Regions from separate parts of the Hordeum vulgare genome. Here region 2 is linked to region 1. A link is a contact called in public Hi-C data. All regions are on one chromosome and are shown on one strand. Each heading gives the region's core, a stretch centred on a gene start, on an enhancer-like site or on the middle of the called end of the contact. The rest is flanking DNA. Distances are from core to core; before and after follow the strand shown. Region 1 holds the start of LOC123412021 (RNA-binding protein 24-like). Region 2 holds the start of LOC123412799 (B3 domain-containing protein Os06g0194400).

Region 1 (3,531 bases), core at 510-3,009:
TTTACTGCCGATGGTAACTTGGACAGCAAGGGAATGTGCTGGATCCTACGTGAGTCCGCGTGTTGTCTACCGAAATTGACGTTTGGACTTTTGGCGTTTCTCATCTCCCCTGCTATGCAGCGGATCTGCCGGCATGTTTCCATGGCGTCTTCATCGTCTTGCTTGCACTGCCCTTGCTGCTGAAGTAATAGTTAGCCATGCTTAGAATCATTTTATGGCTAGTTAATAGCATTGACCAATTGGCAGTCATTTGCTCAGAAATTCCAAATGGAGACCGAGGTTCATGGAAAAATTAATTTGAAAAATTCAAAATTCAAAATTTTCAATTTTTAAAATTCTAAAAAAAAATGCACACATACCTAGAGACATAATGTACATGTGTGTAATTTTTTTAGTCAAAATACATTAAAATAAGTTCTAAAAAATATGGGGCCTTTTTAGCATATGCACTGTTCATGCTAAAAGTCCATGATTTTTTTAGAAAACCGAAAGTTTGGTTAAATGAAATTTCGATTCAGTCTTTAGTTTATACCATAAATAACGAAGATGCTAGTCAAAGAAATGGGACAAGATGTTGTAAACCTCAAGGAGTAATGTGGTAAACTTTTTTTTTTTAAGGAAACATTGAACATGGCAACACAGTCCTGACTATTGTGGAGGCTACTGTCAATATCCCTCTGCCAGGGTTTATGAGCCCCCCCCCCCCCCCCCTTATTTCAAATACAAATCCAATAATATGGTTTTTATAACATATGTTTTTTTAGCTAAATAGATGGTCAAATTTGACCCCCAAAAAAGAGGGGCCCTAATAAACCCGGACGGAGTGAGTAATAACTCAGTTGTTTATATTGCGCTTGACCAGTAGCTCAGTTTGACCGAGCATCAAAGTAGATATTTCTTCTAGCAGAATAGCATGATATGATCTAGGATCAAAGGTTACCGATGTTGTCACTTGACACCAATTCTTGTATAGGCGTTTCCTGTGGTCATGAGACGTGGGGAGCTTGTTTATGTAGCAATATATAGGAGTATTACATAGTGTGCATATATGTTGTTTGCAAAACTTATTGTTTTACCCAAATGGTGTACTAGGTACGTGCATCTCGCAATTGCAGGCCCACTGTTTAGTGAAATCAATGGGGCAACGAGATGCATTCCACGCGGTTCATGCACTCTTTTTCTATGTGCGGTGTAGCGATATTTGTATGGATCCATATGTTTTCTCTATGTGCGGTGTAGAGGTATTCGTATGGACCCCACCTTCCCGTCGCCTCTTCATCCATTTCCTACGACACGTGTTTCAAGTATTCTTTGTAATCCATCCTCTGGCAGTAGCGAAAACACGTCGAACTGAGGTGGAGCGTGGTGCTTCTTGCTCGCGGTTTTCTTTTGTCGTCACCCTAGCTAGCACGGGCAACCCTCTTTTCTACCAAATCATCACTTCCTTGCGGGGCTACGCCGAGGCACCCATTTGAAGCACGCGAGTTCATCACAAAGGAAATGCGCCTTTTTTTCGTCTTCTGAAGAGGAAACACTAGAGTAGTTCTCTTTCAATTAAAAGGAAAATACAAGATTTCTCCTTGAAATCAAATGAGATGTGGGTTTGAGGGACAAAAATAGAGAGGGCGCTCATAAGGGGAGGAAAAGGGAGGAAAAGGAACAGTATAAAAGGCTGCACATAGCTGTCACCCCACCCTAACCGTCTCTTCCAGCGCACAACCCCTTGCGCCTGCCTGTCTCTCCTCCCTCCCCACTGAACCTCCTCCCTCCCCCTCCCTCCCTCCCATCTCCACCGGCCACCCCAATTGCAACTGCCGACTGATCAGAATCCTTCTCCACCACCGCTTCTGATCATTAAGCCAGCACATCACAGCGAGCTCGGTTATATATGGCAGTGCGCCCCGCCACTGCCTAGGCAGCCACACAGAGCACAGCAAGAGCGCGCGCGCGCACTGAGGGCGGCGCGCCGGAATTAACCAGCCAGTTCAACCGTGCGCGCAACCTGGTTCACCGAGGGCTAGCAAGATCGCCCTCCACGGAGGCAAGCTTCCTTGTTGCGTCGACTCGGAGCAAGGCGGGCGGGCGGGGGGGCGTGATGGCGGCGGCGTCGTCGTCGACGGCGTCTGCGTACCGGTCGCGGTTCGGCGACACGACGCAGACCAAGGTGTTCGTGGGCGGGCTGGCGTGGGAGACGCCGTCGGAGGGGCTCCGGCAGCACTTCGAGCAGTACGGCGACATCCTGGAGGCCGTGGTCATCACGGACCGCCTCACCGGCCGCTCCAAGGGCTACGGATTCGTAAGCCGCGCGCTCTCTCCCCTCCCCTCCCCTCCTCCTCTTTCCCCGGCCTCGCCGCGCGCGCGCGGCATGCTGTAAGAATTCTTGCTCCCTCGCGCCTAACGAGATGGACCGACGCATGGCGCAACAGGTGACGTTCCGGGAGGCGGAGGCGGCGCGCCGGGCGGTGGAGGACCCGAACCCGACGATCACCGGGCGGCGCGCCAACTGCAACATTGCCTCGTTGGGCCCGCCACGGCCCGCCCAGCCTCGAGGTGAGTGATCCGTCCATCCCTCCATCGGCCATCACAAGGGGAAAAAAAAGGAAAACTTAACCTTAAACAAGAACAAAATTTGTCTCCTTCCTTATTACCGCCCCCAAATCCCCCCTCCCACGAACACAACACATAGACAGATGCACATTTCGTTTCCGAAGACAAAGCAGAGCCGCGGGAACCCCTTTTCGTCCGCCGGTGCGCGCCAAATGGAAGCCATCCGGAGGAGGCCGCGGCGGATCTCGTTCACATCCGGCCGGGGTGGTGCCGTCCGTCTGGCATGCCATGCCATGCCAGCGCACGGGAGCCAGGCAGCAGCTAGTGTGGGTGTGGCGGGCACGCACGGCGCGAGGGTCGTATGGCCGGGCTTGACCAGGCTGGCCTGTCAGTTCGTCCCGGTGCCGCTGCCGCCTCGGTGCGTCCTCCTGTGCCTGCCTGCCTGCCTGCCCCACCCCACCACCACGTCCACGCGTGCCTATATATGCGCACACAAGTTCTAGCCACAGCCAATCCTAGCCGTACTAGTACTACAAACCAACTGGCAGTTATCGAATTTAGAATCGGCAGTTATGGTTGCGTGGGGCTTAATCAAAAATTTCAATCCTGAATGACGCACCTGTACCAGTAGTACCTTGACCAAATTAACCCAATTTCCGCTTAATCAGATCCCCTGATATAGTGTGCCAGCAGCAGCAGTAGCTTCTTATCTTGTGTTACAGAAAGAAATAGAGCAAATAGTGGGGAGAGAGAGAGAGAGAGAGAGAGAGAGAGAGAGAGAGGGAGTGGGACTGCTTGCTTTGACTGGATGTGGCGTGGTCGGTTGCGGCATGGCATGGCAGCAGGGATGTGGTGTAAAGCACAAGATAACTGTCGGGTGGAGTGGAGGATCAGGAACCCCGCTTTCCAGCGGTAAAAACAGAATCCAGCAACGAACCCATAGAAAATGCTTCCACGTATATACCCTTTGACCGGTCTAATAGT
Region 2 (3,531 bases), core at 694-3,193, 260 kb before region 1:
GCCGGACTTATAAACTGAAATGAAGGGAGTAGTATGGCGGAAATAAAAAAATTGGCCAGCTGTGTTTTTCCATGTTCACAACTAACTGCAATGCAGGAAACAGAGTTAAGGCAGACTGGTAATAAAACAAGTTCCACAATTATTTGAGCCATGTGAACTACCAACAGAAAAAAATGTCTATGAATGAACTTTTAAAATACTCAGTTCAAATATTCAACCAATGCTGGGACAATGATATGAACAATTTACCTGCTCTAAGTGCGTATTCAAATTTCAGTATCTAACACCCCATAAGTCATGGTTCATAGTAGGAACTTTGTCTGATAATGTAGACCTGCATCATTTACATAACAAAGGCAGCATTGTTAGCAGTGACACACATGATTTCCCAGCTGGTAATCTTTTCAAAAAGTACTTCCAATCAGAGGCAAGATGCAAGGAAGCGTGTAATTATAAGCATTCTACGATCTGCTTTTAGAATGAAGGAATGATGTAGGGATGTTGAATCGTAATGTTTCCAGCAATAAACAGATCCAATTTGTCATTCTGTTTAAATAATTAGACATCGTACGCAAGGTTCTTATTCATTTGTAAATAGATCTGCAGCTCAACATCATAACAAGAATTTCTCATGAATTAACTCGATCAACTTCACACCATTAGGTGTACAAATATTGTGGAAGATTCATGATAATGGCAACAGCAAACCACCAAACATGAAAGCTTCAAAAAATTCTGGAATTGTAAGATGCAGCTGGAACGGAATTCTGCAGAAATTGTATGAAATGCACATCCATTCTCACCAGACACAGCGTTCCATAGGTAGATATTCGGAATCTCACCTTGAACTTTGTCCGGTCGATCAGCTCGAAAACCAGACAATCACCATCAACCAGGTCGTGCTGGATGGCGAACCCTCTCCATCCGGCACTGAGGCCGTTCTTAGGCGCAAGGTAGAGCGTTTCGGACTCGACACCCTGCTCATCCTCCAAAATGAGTCTCTCGTCACGCTTCGGGAGATGCTTCCGGCAGAAGGGCATCGGGAGGCTCTGCCAGCAATCCAAATGAACAACCCCACACAATTACCAACACGTCGTCGGTTAAGATCAGCGAGTGAACTGAACGAAATGGCGGGAGCCTTTCGCTTACCAGCCAGAACCCTCCGGTGACATGTGACTGCGTCATGGGCCTGACAAAACTGGCGGATTCTAGCTTGGCCTGCAGCTCTTTGGCCTTGGCAATGGCATATTCTCTGGCCACGTCTGTAGCGTACACTCGATTAATCAAATCACTCCTTGTGCTGGTCGTCTTCCTGCTCCCCCTGCTCGAAGCAAATCAAGAAATGGGGATTACTGAATATGCATTGGGTTTATCGCGGGAGAGGGAGAATTGGGCGAGACATTACCTCCTGATCTTCTTCTCGAGGACATGAAAGACATCCTGCACAGATCACATGAAAGATGCATCCTTCAGTTAGCAGTCGAATGAAGGCAAAGAAAAAAGAAGGAAACAAGCTCCGCGGCCTCACCTCGAATCGGTACTTGGGCTGCTCGGGGAGGCTGGCGACGCGGCCGGACCGCCGGACCGGGGCGTCCTCGCCGTCCTCACGCGGCACCCGCTTCCGCTTCACCGACTTGGCCTGCGACACCGACCCAGTACCAGGCGAGTCAACAAAGAAACGGCCGAGGATACGACTCGAAGCGGAGGGGGGCGGCGGATCTGACCGGCGAGGGCTTGGGGGTGGCGGCCTCCCTGACGGCGGCGGAGAGGTGGTGCAGCTTGAGCTCCTCCAGCTTCCGCTTGTTCTCCTCCACCTGCCTCCGCCGCTGCTCCTCGTACGCGATCGCTCCGGCCATCTCCTCCCTCCCCTCGATTCTCTCTCTCTCGCTCTCTCTCGTGGTTTGAACTGCTGGGGGAGGCGGAGGAAACAGAGAATGGATGGGATTGGGAGGGGAAAGCTGCGGCGGCCTATAAATTAGACTTGTGGCTTGTGGGTGCCAGCGGAAGATTGTGCGAGGACCTGGTGTATGGACCGCGGGCGTCTGGACCGTTCGACGAGGGATCTGGTCTCTGGTGTGTTCGTTGGGTGTGGACGGGCGCATGGGCTGGGTCCTGGGATGGTGGGCGTCCCAGGCGAAGAGCCGCGGGATTCGAAAGTTCAAACGTTCGAAATCTCTCGCCCTTTCTGAGGGCCAGCTGTGGGGGTACCCCCGTGAATTTCCGCGGGGCCCACAAGGCAGTGACGAACATGGTGGGTGGTAACGGCCAGTTCTTACTAGGCATGTTGTGAAAATAACCTTCTATAAAAATATAAGCTGTGAATAAGCTTCGACGAAAATAAACTTCAAATAATAAGCTAGTCAGCGTTTTTCAATGTCTGTTTTCTCAACTTGTGTGTGATATGGTATGTGAAAAGTCTATAACGCCCTTTGACTATATCATTGATCCGATTAAATTGTGTGTGATCATTTTGTTGTTCATATGAATATAAATTTGACTTCCAAACACCACAATATGTTATAATCGAAGTTACACAATCTGCCCAAAGCACCACATAGCAAAATTTAGACTAACAAATATCAGCAGCGGTCATTGTCTCGCGTATAAACGAAATGCTCACTATTTGCTGTTAAATACTATGTTCACGAACGAAATGCTCATTGTGTACAACTATCAAATATGTTCAGTTGCAGTTATCATCTCAAATATGCTCACTGTCTCACATAGCACACAAAAGAATAATAGAATTCTCACATAGCACACACAATCACACACTATCAAAACTGTTTAATCTCAACAAAAAAATGCAGCCTGTCATCGATGATCAGTCTCAATCAATACAGTGCACGAGCTTGACCAGGGTTAGCTCGACCTTGGAGGCGGCATCCTGGATGAGGAGAGCGAATTGGGAGGCGGCGAACTAGGACAAGATGACCGGGGGCGTCGGAGGGAAGGGCGGGGAGCGGTGACGTCAGATTGAAGGGCCTTGAGCAGCGATGCCGGAGGGAAGGGCGAGGAGCGGCGACGCAGGACGAGTGGAGCACCATGATGGATGGCGGCTAGCTAAGACCGTCCATGGCGGGGGTGAGAGCGACCAAGGGAAGTGAAGGGAGCGGCGGCCCTGGAGCGAAAGGCCTGGGAGCGGCGACGTCGCTAGGCGATGGCGAAACCTAGGCGCGAGGTCTAGTGCGAGAGCGAGGGGGATCGAGGCGCGGCCAGGTCATGGAGTTTTTTTCTTCCTTTGTGTGTGGGGGGCTAGGAGGGGCATTTTCTCTGTAATATCAGCGAGGAACGGTGCCCTTTTGCTATACCCCTTCGATTTTAAGTCATAAGCTGATGTAAGCTACTCTCCCCAGCTTTGTTCCCATTGTGAAGAAAAGAGGGTTGCAAATAAGGTGAGCTAGCTTCTCCAAAACGAGTTATTTTTGGCTTCTAGCTTATTTCTGCAATAAGCTTCTAGAAACTCCAAAAGAAATGGCCCTACGTCATGCGCGTTGATGATTTTATCACGCTCGTTTGGTTGTCGCACCG

Evidence for each region. A called contact is a pair of places that touch in the nucleus more often than the background predicts.
Region 2: a contact with region 1 is called in a Hi-C map of leaf, with 5 times the contacts expected there. The contact joins the promoter of LOC123412799 here to the promoter of LOC123412021 in region 1. A contact is called at or near these places in 2 of 6 Hi-C or Micro-C datasets (both in leaf).

The regions. Positions count from the first base shown.
Region 1 is chr7H:84,757,004-84,760,534 of MorexV3_pseudomolecules_assembly, reverse strand. It overlaps LOC123412021 (RNA-binding protein 24-like), which reads left to right and starts at 1,759. Exons shown (of 6, transcript XM_045104974.1): 1 at 1,759-2,296; 2 at 2,427-2,550. The coding sequence starts at 2,096.
Region 2 is chr7H:85,014,055-85,017,585 of MorexV3_pseudomolecules_assembly, reverse strand. It overlaps LOC123412799 (B3 domain-containing protein Os06g0194400), which reads right to left and starts at 1,943. Exons shown (of 7, transcript XM_045105743.1): 1 at 1,725-1,943; 2 at 1,529-1,639; 3 at 1,406-1,440; 4 at 1,150-1,321; 5 at 843-1,049; 6 at 250-334. The coding sequence starts at 1,856. The coding sequence ends at 296.